2 separate regions of the Pan troglodytes genome follow, and region 1 is linked to region 2. Evidence: chromatin contacts called from public capture Hi-C data. All regions are on one chromosome and are shown on one strand. The core of a region is the stretch at or near the end of the contact, and the rest is flanking DNA. Distances in the headings are between cores, read along the strand shown. Region 1 has its middle 51 kb from the start of TLR10. Region 2 overlaps KLF3 (KLF transcription factor 3).

Region 1 (5,062 bases), core at 1,163-3,662, 45 kb after region 2:
AAATTCAGCTGACTGCAGTGACTAGAGGTAGGTGATACAACCTTAACACGAAGAGCCACACACCTCAACTGTGGGCTCCTGATTAGGCCACTTCAAATACTAACTGCCCCTACGGTGTAGAGATGAAAGATAAACTATCATACATACTACTAATGCTCATGGCGGATATGATGAATTGGGTACCTCTTTCTTTTTTTCTTTTTCTTTCTTTCTTTCTTTTTTTTTTTTTTTTTTTTGTTTTTGAGACATAGTCTCACTCTGCCACCCAGGCTAGAGTGCAGTGGTGTGATCTCAGCTCACTACAACCTTTGCCTCCTGGGTTCAAGTGAGTCTTCTGCCTCAGCCTCCCAAGTAGCTGGTATTACAGGTGCGCACCACTGTGCCTGGCTAATTTTTGTATTTTTAGTAGAGATGGGATTTCACCATGTTGGCCAGGCTGGTCTCGAACTCCTGACTCAAGTGATTCGCCTGCCTCCACCTCCCAAAGTGCTGGGATTACAGGTATGAGCCACTATGCTCAGCCAAACTACTGTTTCTAAATATACCTTTGTCGAGGAGGAAAAAATCATTTTCCTTCTACCCTTTTATGTTCTCAGCTGAGGCTCTGACAGGTGAACAGGAGAGAAACAACAGAGGTTTATTAAGATGTGCATACACATGGGAGAAATTCAGGGATGAGTAACCCAAACAGGTGGCTAGAACTTGGACTTAATAGCACCTTTAAAAAAAAAAACAATAAATTTCAAAGGCATAACAAGACAAAGCAGAAAAACTTTGAGTTTCTAGGGCAGCAAATTGTGGACAGGTAAATATATGGAAGGTCAGCACCAGTCAGTAAAATTTGTTATATGAATGTTCTGATGCTGTCTTTTCACTGATAAGGTTCTAGGATTGTCAGTGATTAACTGTTGTTCAAATTTATGTCCTGATTTTAGGCAAATAGGGATAAGGATGACAGCTTTTCATGTATCTTCTTCTCAGTTGTCTTTAGCTCAAAAGAATCCTTATGCCCAAGTGGCATATTTTGGGGTGGCAAATTCTGCTATCCTTTACCTTCCTGTACTGCAAAGTCTAGAAAACTAAAAATTACATTCCCTAGCTTCTTTGAAGCTGAGATTTGGAGGGAGAATTCGGTCCCACCGAAGTCACATCAGATAATTTCCAAAATATTCCCCTTTTTTATTGATAAAGGCTAAGATGAAGGACGTGCTTAGTGTGAGGTCCAGATGGCCTACTGTTAATAACCGAGGCCCAGGATCTAGCCAGGCTACCTGTCCCCAGTCAGGGCAGCATAGGACTGGCAGTGGCCTTCCCTACTGGGGGTTGGGGAATTGGGGCTGAGCTGGTAACATTTAGGGAGGGCCCGTAGAGGCTGAGGAACATTTGTGTTTTTTGCAGACAGCTCACTCCCAGGAGGAAGAAAGGGAAACCCTGGGCTGAGCACACCTAGTATTTTTCCCAAATTTGCCAACCAGGTTAAACCACCTTTTTCCTCTCTCGGCCACTGCAGAAAGTCAGAGAGAGAGGCCAGGGTGTCACAACTCCACACTAGGGAGAATCACCAAGGAGGGTGAAAGGGTTTAGTTACCTATATTGGCAGGAAGTCTGGTGAAAAGGGAGAAAAAGAACTGTCACAATTTACTGTATATACTCCTGTTTAAAATTAATTTTTGCAAAAATCCTGTATTCAAGTACAATTTGTATAGTTAAAATAGAAAGAAAAAGAAACCTACCACTTTGGTGTAGGATGGAGTAACCTACAGCAAATGAAAGATCCTGCCAAGAAAAACTGGAAAATCTAGATTACGGTAATTTAAAAAGAAAAAAATATTTTAAATGCATCAGAGGGCTGGGCGAAGCAAAAAGGATTAGAAAGGGCCCCACTCTGGAGAAAGGAGAACTGCAGAGAGGTGAGTTGCTAACTAGCAGCCACTTATCCCCTGGGGGCCCCTCATCCTGCCACTGGGCAGAGGAAAAGTCACTTCCTGGGATGACCGCATCTAAGGCCAGCTTTCCTCTTTTATTCTTCATCACAACTGTCTCAGGGCTTGCACTGCAATTTGTCATTAAATGTCAGCTTCATTGCATTTTCATTTGTCTCTGCGTATGCTATAACCTTTATGTGGGCAGGAAGAGTCTGTCCATCTTGTTCATTGTTGCATTCCCAGGCCTGGTATATGGTAGATGCTTAGTAAATATGTGTTGGGTTGGATTGGAATGAATGGAATGGAATATGAACAGTGAAAGCTTTCCAGCTCTTTCAGATTTCCTGGATTCTAGAGGCCCCTTTTCTCCCCAGAGGCTCTGTTCCCTTAAGGCTTTGTCAATAGGACCAAACCTAAGCTCCTTTCTGATAGAATGGCATCCTCTGAGTCCTGCTCTAACACCTCCAGGGCTTGGAAGTGGGTGGGGTTGCGAGCCTTATCAGCAACCCTCTAATCTCCCAGGCCACACCCAAACTAGCACCTCCAGGCCCTTCTCTCCCTAACCACAGAATGCCTTGCAGCTCTAACAGAAAAAGTGTAAGAACTCCTGACCTGGCATCCAGTTTCTGTTTAACTCAACCCATTTCTCAATCTCTCCAAAGCTCTGCAGGTTCCTCAAGTCCACATGCTCTCAAACCCCTGCCCCAGATTCTAAAACCAGGCCTGTCCACTCTCAGTCTTATTGCCTGGCCTCTGGGCCCACCTTCCCCATTCTCACTAGACCCTGGACCACCCACCCTCTCTGGGGTCCCATCCATGGAGAGCCCACATCCCATGAGTGAAGACCGTATAGAGAGAAAAAATCTAAATGGAAGTCCGCAGTTGCTGGGTACTTTAAAAATGTCTTTCTAAGGCCGGGCGCGGTGGCTCACGTCTGTAATCCCAGCACTTTGGGAGGCCGAGGCAGGTAGATCATGAGGTCAGGAGTTTGAGATCAGCCTGCCCAATATGGTAAAACCCTGTCTTTAAGGAAAATACAAAAATTAGCCCAGAGTGGTGGCACACGCCTGTTTTCCCAGCAACTCAGGAGGCTGAGGCAGGAGAATCACTTGAACCCGGGAGATGGAGGTTGCAGTGAGCCGAGATCGTGCCACTGCACTCCAGCTTGGCAACAAAGCGAGACTGTTTCAAATAAAATAAAATAAAATAAAATAAAATAAATAAAATGAGTCTTTCTAAGTGCAGCTTGACATTCTCGAAACTTTATTCTTGTGCATTGGAAGTATTTTATTTTCTTTTCCAGGTGTAAAAAGCCCAAGACTGAAGCCAGGAAAAATGAATTCTGGTCCTGGTTCTGCTGCTATGTGATATTGGACCATCCGTTTTCTGATGGAAACCTGGGTCATTTGCTTTGGGGGTTGGTCCTCTGATGTCCTAGCAGGGACTTTGATCTTCTTGTGCGCACACAGAAGCTGTCAGGCTCAGGGAAACCTACATACATGGTCCACGTTGAAATGAGGGTCTAAAGCCTTGATGTAAGCACGAAAGTGTGTGGGCAGCATGCAGCCCTACAAGCAGGCATTGATCCTCAGTGGGTCTATGGGTCAAGGTTTATCCAGCCCCAGCTGGCCAGAGAAACCCCTTTAGGCTTGTGTATTAGCCCTTTTTCATACTGCTGATAAAAACACACCGGAGACTGGGCAATTTACAAAAGAAAGACGTTTAATGGACTTACAGTTCCACACGGCTAGGGAGACCTCACAATCATGGTGGAAGGCGAAAGGCATTTCTTGCAGCAGCGAGAGAGCAGATGAGGAAGAAACGAAAGCGGAAACCCCTTATAAAACCATCAGATCTCATGAGACTTATTCACCACCATGAGAATGGTATGGGGGAGCCGCCCCCATGATTCAATGACTTCCCACCAGGTCCCTCCCACAACACATGGGAATTATAGGAGTACAGTTCAAGATGAGATTTGGGTGGGGACACAACCAAACCATATCAGCTTGTTACACCTCTCCAGAAATGGGGATTTTTTTTTTTTTTTTAATCACTTTGGTACTTATAGAGGCTTCCTATGTGCCAGGTCTGTTCTAAGCACTTTACACCTGATGGCCCATTTCATCCTCATGACAAATCTATGGAGTAGATGTACTTTACCCCCCGCCGCCCCAAGAGCTCCAAAATGTGAGGCCTTGGGAGGGTAAAGCATTTATTCAAGGTGAGCATTTCCTACAGTAAGAGGCAATCTGGCTGCCGGGTCCGTGTTCTTACCCACAGTGCTAGTGATTTTTCTACAGGCACCAGAAGAGCCTCCTCATTCGTGGTTTGGGTTCCCTGGTCACTAGATCCCAGGTGGACAGTGCTAAATTTGGGCATGCCACTCACTGCAGTTTAGTCACATCTTAGTCTCACGGTTTGGTTTTTCTGGAGAACCCTAACTAACACAGTACCTACAGGGTGTTCTGTAAATATACATGTTTCATCAGTGCATGGATTTGATTTTGGTATTTTGAGTCTCCTCTGGGCATCAGTCTACAACTCATCTTGGGGGTGGTTTATACCTGCAAATAGTCCACCTCATTAACTGCTTTCTTCCTAGTTTCTCAGTGAGTGACATTTTCCTGACCTCTTTTCCAGAATCTAGAAGCAATTTTCCAAAGCCCGTTTCCTAAAGGAGGCCCTTACACAGAGCAGTATATACCCAATAAGGGTCTTTCCTTTCCTTTCCTTGAACCCTTATCAAATCTTTCTAGTCTTTTTTTTTTTTTTTTTTTTTTTTTTTTTTTGAGATGGAGTTTTGCTCTTGTTACCCAGGCTGGAGTGCAATAACGCGATCTTGGCTCACCGCAACCTCCGCCTCCCGGCTTCAAGCTATTCTCCTGCCTCAGCCCCCTGAGTAGCTGGGATTACAGGCACGCACCACCACGCCCAGCTGATTTTGTATTTTTAGTAGAGATGGGGTTAGTCAGGCTGGTCTCAAACTCCCGATCTCAGGTGATCCGCTTGCCTTGGCCTCCTAAAGTGCTGGGATTACAGGTGTGAGCCACTGTGCCCAGCCAAATCTTTCTAGTCTTTCAAGGGTAAACTGATACACAGCTCTCCAGTTTCTTTATTTGTGTCATTTCATTTAA
Region 2 (4,990 bases), core at 2,394-4,893:
AAGCAGTGTGTGTGTGTGTGTGTGTGTGTGTGTGTGTGTGTGTGTTTTAATCTCACTTGATAGACCTAAATCCTTGAGAAGCAGATAGGGAGCCATGCTCTGCATTTTACAAATGATCACTCTTGCCCCATGGCTGCGTTAGTTTGCAGCCTGCTTGAGTCTCAAAACCATGGCTCCTTCCTTATACACCTGAGAATGTGAATGCTTTAATTTAGAAGCATTTGCATCAAGATACTCTCTAGTGGGATAGATGAGTCTGGAAGAGTGAATTCAGTGTAAAAAGCTGGGGGTGAGGAGGTGGGAGGCTGCCACAGGGTGACCAGCCGTTGAGTCAGGGCTGCTAAATGATCTGACCTCATTGATGTAAGCAGGAGATCTCACATCTTTTGTTTATGGTCCACTGTGAGGCACTGGACAACAATTCTTAGAACCATGTTCATCCGTACAGCTGCTAGGCTGGGAACTGGTTAATAATAGATCCCAAGACACAAAAGCGTTTTCATCCCTCATTATGAAATCATCTATTTTTCACTGGCTGTTGCGGTTAGTTCTTGCTGGAATACATAAGAGGGTAGTAGCACCATTGATTTGAGCAGCTTGGTATCAAATTGTGTTTGCAGATTACAATACACCCTGTGATGGAGGAAAATATAATTTTGAAGTCAAGGCCTTATGTCGAGTTATTGATGAAATTCATGTGTTGTCATGAGAGTCAAAACAGGCTTTCTTCAATGAATCAACGAAGCACAAGAACGACATAGTATCACTTCCATAATTGTATATGAAGATATCTTAGTATAACCCGTAGAGCACCAACACAACAAATTATAGGATTGCTATCAGGGAGGTGGGGATGGGGGTTTTTAACACTGAAATACAAGAAGTAATCCAGAACCCGGGATTCCTGCAGCTTCTTCAGCTGGAACTCACTCTAGAACTTGTTCACTTTGCCACTCAAACCAGGGTGATCTATGAAGACCTTACCTCTAACCAAAGCACTGAGCACTTAAACCAAATTTGGCTAATGAGTGCCTGAAGTCGATTTCTGAAAGTGTGTCTAGTAGCAGGACAGTGTTTCTGTAACTGAGGAGACACATTTGAACATTGAGCAGACTGAATATTTCGTCCTGTGAAGAAGCAGTTGGCTTGATGTAGATTAGTGTTAGAAGTGGACTATACAGAACACAGAAGAAAATAGAAGGGATGGCAAGCAGAGAACAACAGAAGAAAAAGACAGGACAGGATCAAGGTGGACATTTCCTTTACAATAGGCTCATTTCCTAATGAGGAGAAATCTGAGTGAAAACAAGCTAATATTCTTCATATGTGAAAAGTGCTTAGAAAACAATAAGAAGTGGTGGAGGCTGTCAAGCCCTAAGTAGGCATTTCTCAAAAGAAGAAATCCAAATGGTCAATAAAGCTGAAAAAAAATAACTTCAATAATCACATCAATTTAGAATAAAAATCATTTGCCATCTTGAGACTTAACAAGTTGGCAAGGTGTTTATCTTTTATAACACAAGTGATAACACATGTTGCTGGTGGAGATTTGGGGAAACACGTTGTATTTTATTAATGAAAATAATAGTTCATCTTTGCCAGATGATGCATCAGGCGCTTTGGGAAATGTATATACTTCTCACCCAGGAATTCCCCTACAGAAAACTTATCCTAAAAATTAATGGTGTGCAGAAGGATGTATTTAAAGAGGCTCATTGCTGTTTGTAATGGCGAAAACTTAGAAGCAACCCTAAGTGCCTAATAAAGAGGAAGAAGTTAAGTAAACTGATGTGTTCACACAGTGGCACGAGGGATTTGATGGTGCAGAACCATACTTACTGTAAAAGAAACATTTTCACATAAATTGTGCAGTGAAATGATAGGTACTAAATACCATGTACACTGTGAGCCCAGTTTTAAAGAGGGTTTGTTAGAATAAAAATGAAATTTTAATGATGGTTGGTTCTAGGTTTTCTTTTTGCTTGTCTTTTTTTCCCCTAATTTTTCTGCGAACAACATCGGGGAAAAGGGAAGGTGTTTAACAAACTTATGTAATCTGAACCCCTAAAGAGTTGCACGGCAATCCCAAGCAAGCTTTGGCACTCAGAAGGGGCTGTACATAGTGTTCCAGAAAAGTCAGGGTTTCTGTATTGAGTTAGAAATGCTGGTTGGCTCTCATCTGGTTATGACCATGGAGTCTGGTTTTAATTATGTAAATGGCATCTTTCATAGGTAAGGGAAACAAATTCCAGCCATTCCAGGGGTAGGGGAGAAAAAGGAGTAGAGAAGTGGGGTGAGGTATTATATTTCATTTTATTATTTATTTATTTATGTTTTTTTTTGAGGTAGTGCCTCGCTCCATCACCCAGGCTGGAGTGCAGCGGTGCCATTTCGGCTCACTGCAACCTCCGCCTCCTGGGTTCAAGCGATTCTCCTGCCTCAGCCTTCCGAGTAGCTGGGATTATAGACGAGTGCCATCACGCCCAGCTAATTTTTGCATTTTTAGTGGAGACGGGGTTTCACCATGTTGACCAGGCTGGTCTCGAACTCCTGACCTCAGGCGATCTGTCTGCCTCAGCCTCTCAAAGTGCTGGGATTACAGGGGTGAGCCACCTTGCCGAGGCTATATTTTATTTTTACTAGTTTGTATTTAAAGTAACCTTGAGACTTAGATGGATACCTTGTTTTGTTTTCTAGGCTGAACACCAGAGCACCCTAGAAGGTTTAACTAAAAGAATGCTCATGTTTGACCCAGTTCCTGTCAAGCAAGAGGCCATGGACCCTGTCTCAGTGGTAAGTTTTCCAAGATTGAACACCTCGCCTTATTTTTTCCAAGTGATGATAACATTATTGTGTGTTGAATTATTCCTTGAAATCATGGCCGGGCGTGGTGGCTCACGCCTGTAATCCCAGCACTTTGGGAGACCGAGGCGGGAGGATCACCTGAGGTCGGGAGTTTGAGACCAGCCTGACCAACATGAAGAAACCCCGTCTCTACTAAAAATACCAAATTAGCCGGGCGTGGTGGCGCATGCCTGTAATCCCAGCTACTCGGGAGGCTGAGGCAGGAGAGTCGCTTGAACCCGGGAGGCGGAGGTTACGGTGAGCCGAGATAGCAGAGATCGCACCATTGCACTCCAGCCTGGGCAACAAGAGCGAAAGTCCGTCTCAAAAAAAAAAAAAGATCACTCATTGCTTGACAGGCATTTCATAGGCAAACTTTTCTCAACGCCACCAGGTATGAGTGAGCTAAATACTGTCCTAGCAGCTGTGGATTCTTTAAATGGGATCTGCACTTCCTTAAGACCCGTGCCCGGTGTCCCCCTAAGATATGATCAGCATAGAACTTAGGCCACAGGTGAATCCTCTCATGACAGAAGTAAGTTTACAAAAATTCCTCAGCCCTTTTGTGTGTAAAAATATATTAAGAATAGGATGATTTGCTTAAAAACCAATGACAACAGCCATATGGAGCTGTAACTATATGAGATGACTGAGGGAAGCCAGCGAGAGAAAGACTTGGCAGTGAGGACGGAATCTCGTTTACTTGGAAGAGTCTGGCTGGGTAGGAATTACGTTCATTGTCCTTTTCAGCACCTTAGTGCTAAGCCAGCCCCTCATGGGAGCCAGGCCACTGGCTGCTTTTAGGCCTCCAGGGACTAGTGAGGAGTCTGGGGTTTCTGCAGGTACAACACCAGTGCCATGAAGGTGAGACATGGTGACAGAGGAAGGTGTCTGACTTCAGAGCAGGGAGTGGTTTCAACTTGAGGATTCTGGTTGAGTGAATATTGAATAACAAGGCAATGCTCCCACTCTGTCTTGCTCTTTTCTTCCACGGGCTTGGAAAATATTCACAAGGGGGAAATCTTGGCCCGAGTTGTGTATCTGAAGGTTGGTAATGACACGCTTGCAAAATTAGATCATCTTTATGCATGGGCTCTGGAGGTTCCTGCCAAAAATGTTTATACAAGACACGGGGGTCACGCCGAGGCCCTTGGAGCTGAGTTGCCATGGATATTACTAAGCCAGTAAAGTGTTTACCAGTATCTATAATGCAAGTTAAGTCGGAGGGGCTTTAAGGAAATAACATTTACATTCCAGCATGATAACTGAATAACCAAGTGTCTGAATATGGTAGCAACTGAGCAATAAGGATTTTATTAATCAAAAAACTAAATTACCTTTTGAGATGGAGTCTCACTCTGTCGCCTAGGCGGGAGTGCAGTGGTGTGACCTCAGCTCACTGCAACCTTCGCCTCCCAGGTTCAAGTGATTCTCCTGCCTCAGCCCCCATAGTAGCTGGGATTACAGGCGCCCGCCACCACGCCCGGCTAATTTTTGTATTTTCAGTAGAGGCCAGGTTTCACCATGTTGGCCAGGCTGGTCTTGAACTCCTGACCTCAGATAATCCACCCACCTCAGCCTCCCAAAGTGCTGGGATTACAGGCATGAGCCACCACTCCTGGCCAAAAAACTAAATTACTTCGAATGTTATTCAGTGCTGTCATTGTATTCATCAAATCCCCCTCCCCAGCATCACTACATGATCACGTTAGAGGAAAATGAAGGTATAAAATTTCCCCATTAATTATATTCTTGAAATAGGAATAGGTTTTTAGCACTGGAGAATATGATTCATTTTACAATTGGTGCAGAGCCATCAGTGAGGCATTTTACTGTTCAATGTACTTCCAGTGCTTTTAATCAAGCATGAACATAAGGCTCAAGAGTCTAATATAAAGCTAAAATGAAGATCCACATTGCTAAATTGGTGTGATATATATAATTAAGTGCAAGGAAATGCACTTAACCGAAAAAAAAATGTGGAATAAAATGAATTTGAAGCAACTGTTAAACTTGTATTGTTGTAACGTATTAATACCTGAAGTTAAAATATGTAGAACTGATTTTGCAGTTAATGGTCTTTTTCTCTTTCATGTGCTAGATTTCAACTGCAGCTGACACTTTTAGAATTTAGTTTCACCAAAAG

The links. Capture Hi-C pulls out chosen DNA fragments and counts their contacts.
Region 1: a contact with region 2 is called in a capture Hi-C map of stem cell-derived neural stem cells, with 3 times the contacts expected there. The contact joins two enhancer-like sites. A contact is called at or near these places in 2 of 7 Hi-C or Micro-C datasets (induced pluripotent stem cells and stem cell-derived neural progenitor cells) and 1 of 1 other capture datasets (stem cell-derived neural stem cells).

What each region holds. Positions count from the first base shown.
Region 1 is chr3:39,047,934-39,052,995 of NHGRI_mPanTro3-v2.0_pri, forward strand. No RefSeq gene overlaps it. Among named protein-coding and RNA genes, the nearest start is that of TLR10, 51 kb to the right of the region's middle. Within about 2 kb of position 2,413, at least 2 of the 24 cell types and tissues checked have an H3K27ac peak or open chromatin away from gene starts, as enhancers often do. A contact at or near this core is called in stem cell-derived neural stem cells, where this site is marked.
Region 2 is chr3:39,001,533-39,006,522 of NHGRI_mPanTro3-v2.0_pri, forward strand. KLF3 (KLF transcription factor 3) reads left to right here. Exons shown (of 6, transcript XM_016951446.3): 2 at 2,698-2,793. The coding sequence starts at 2,737. Among named protein-coding and RNA genes, the nearest start is that of KLF3, 16 kb to the left of the region's middle. Within about 2 kb of position 3,644, at least 7 of the 24 cell types and tissues checked have an H3K27ac peak or open chromatin away from gene starts, as enhancers often do. A contact at or near this core is called in stem cell-derived neural stem cells, where this site is marked.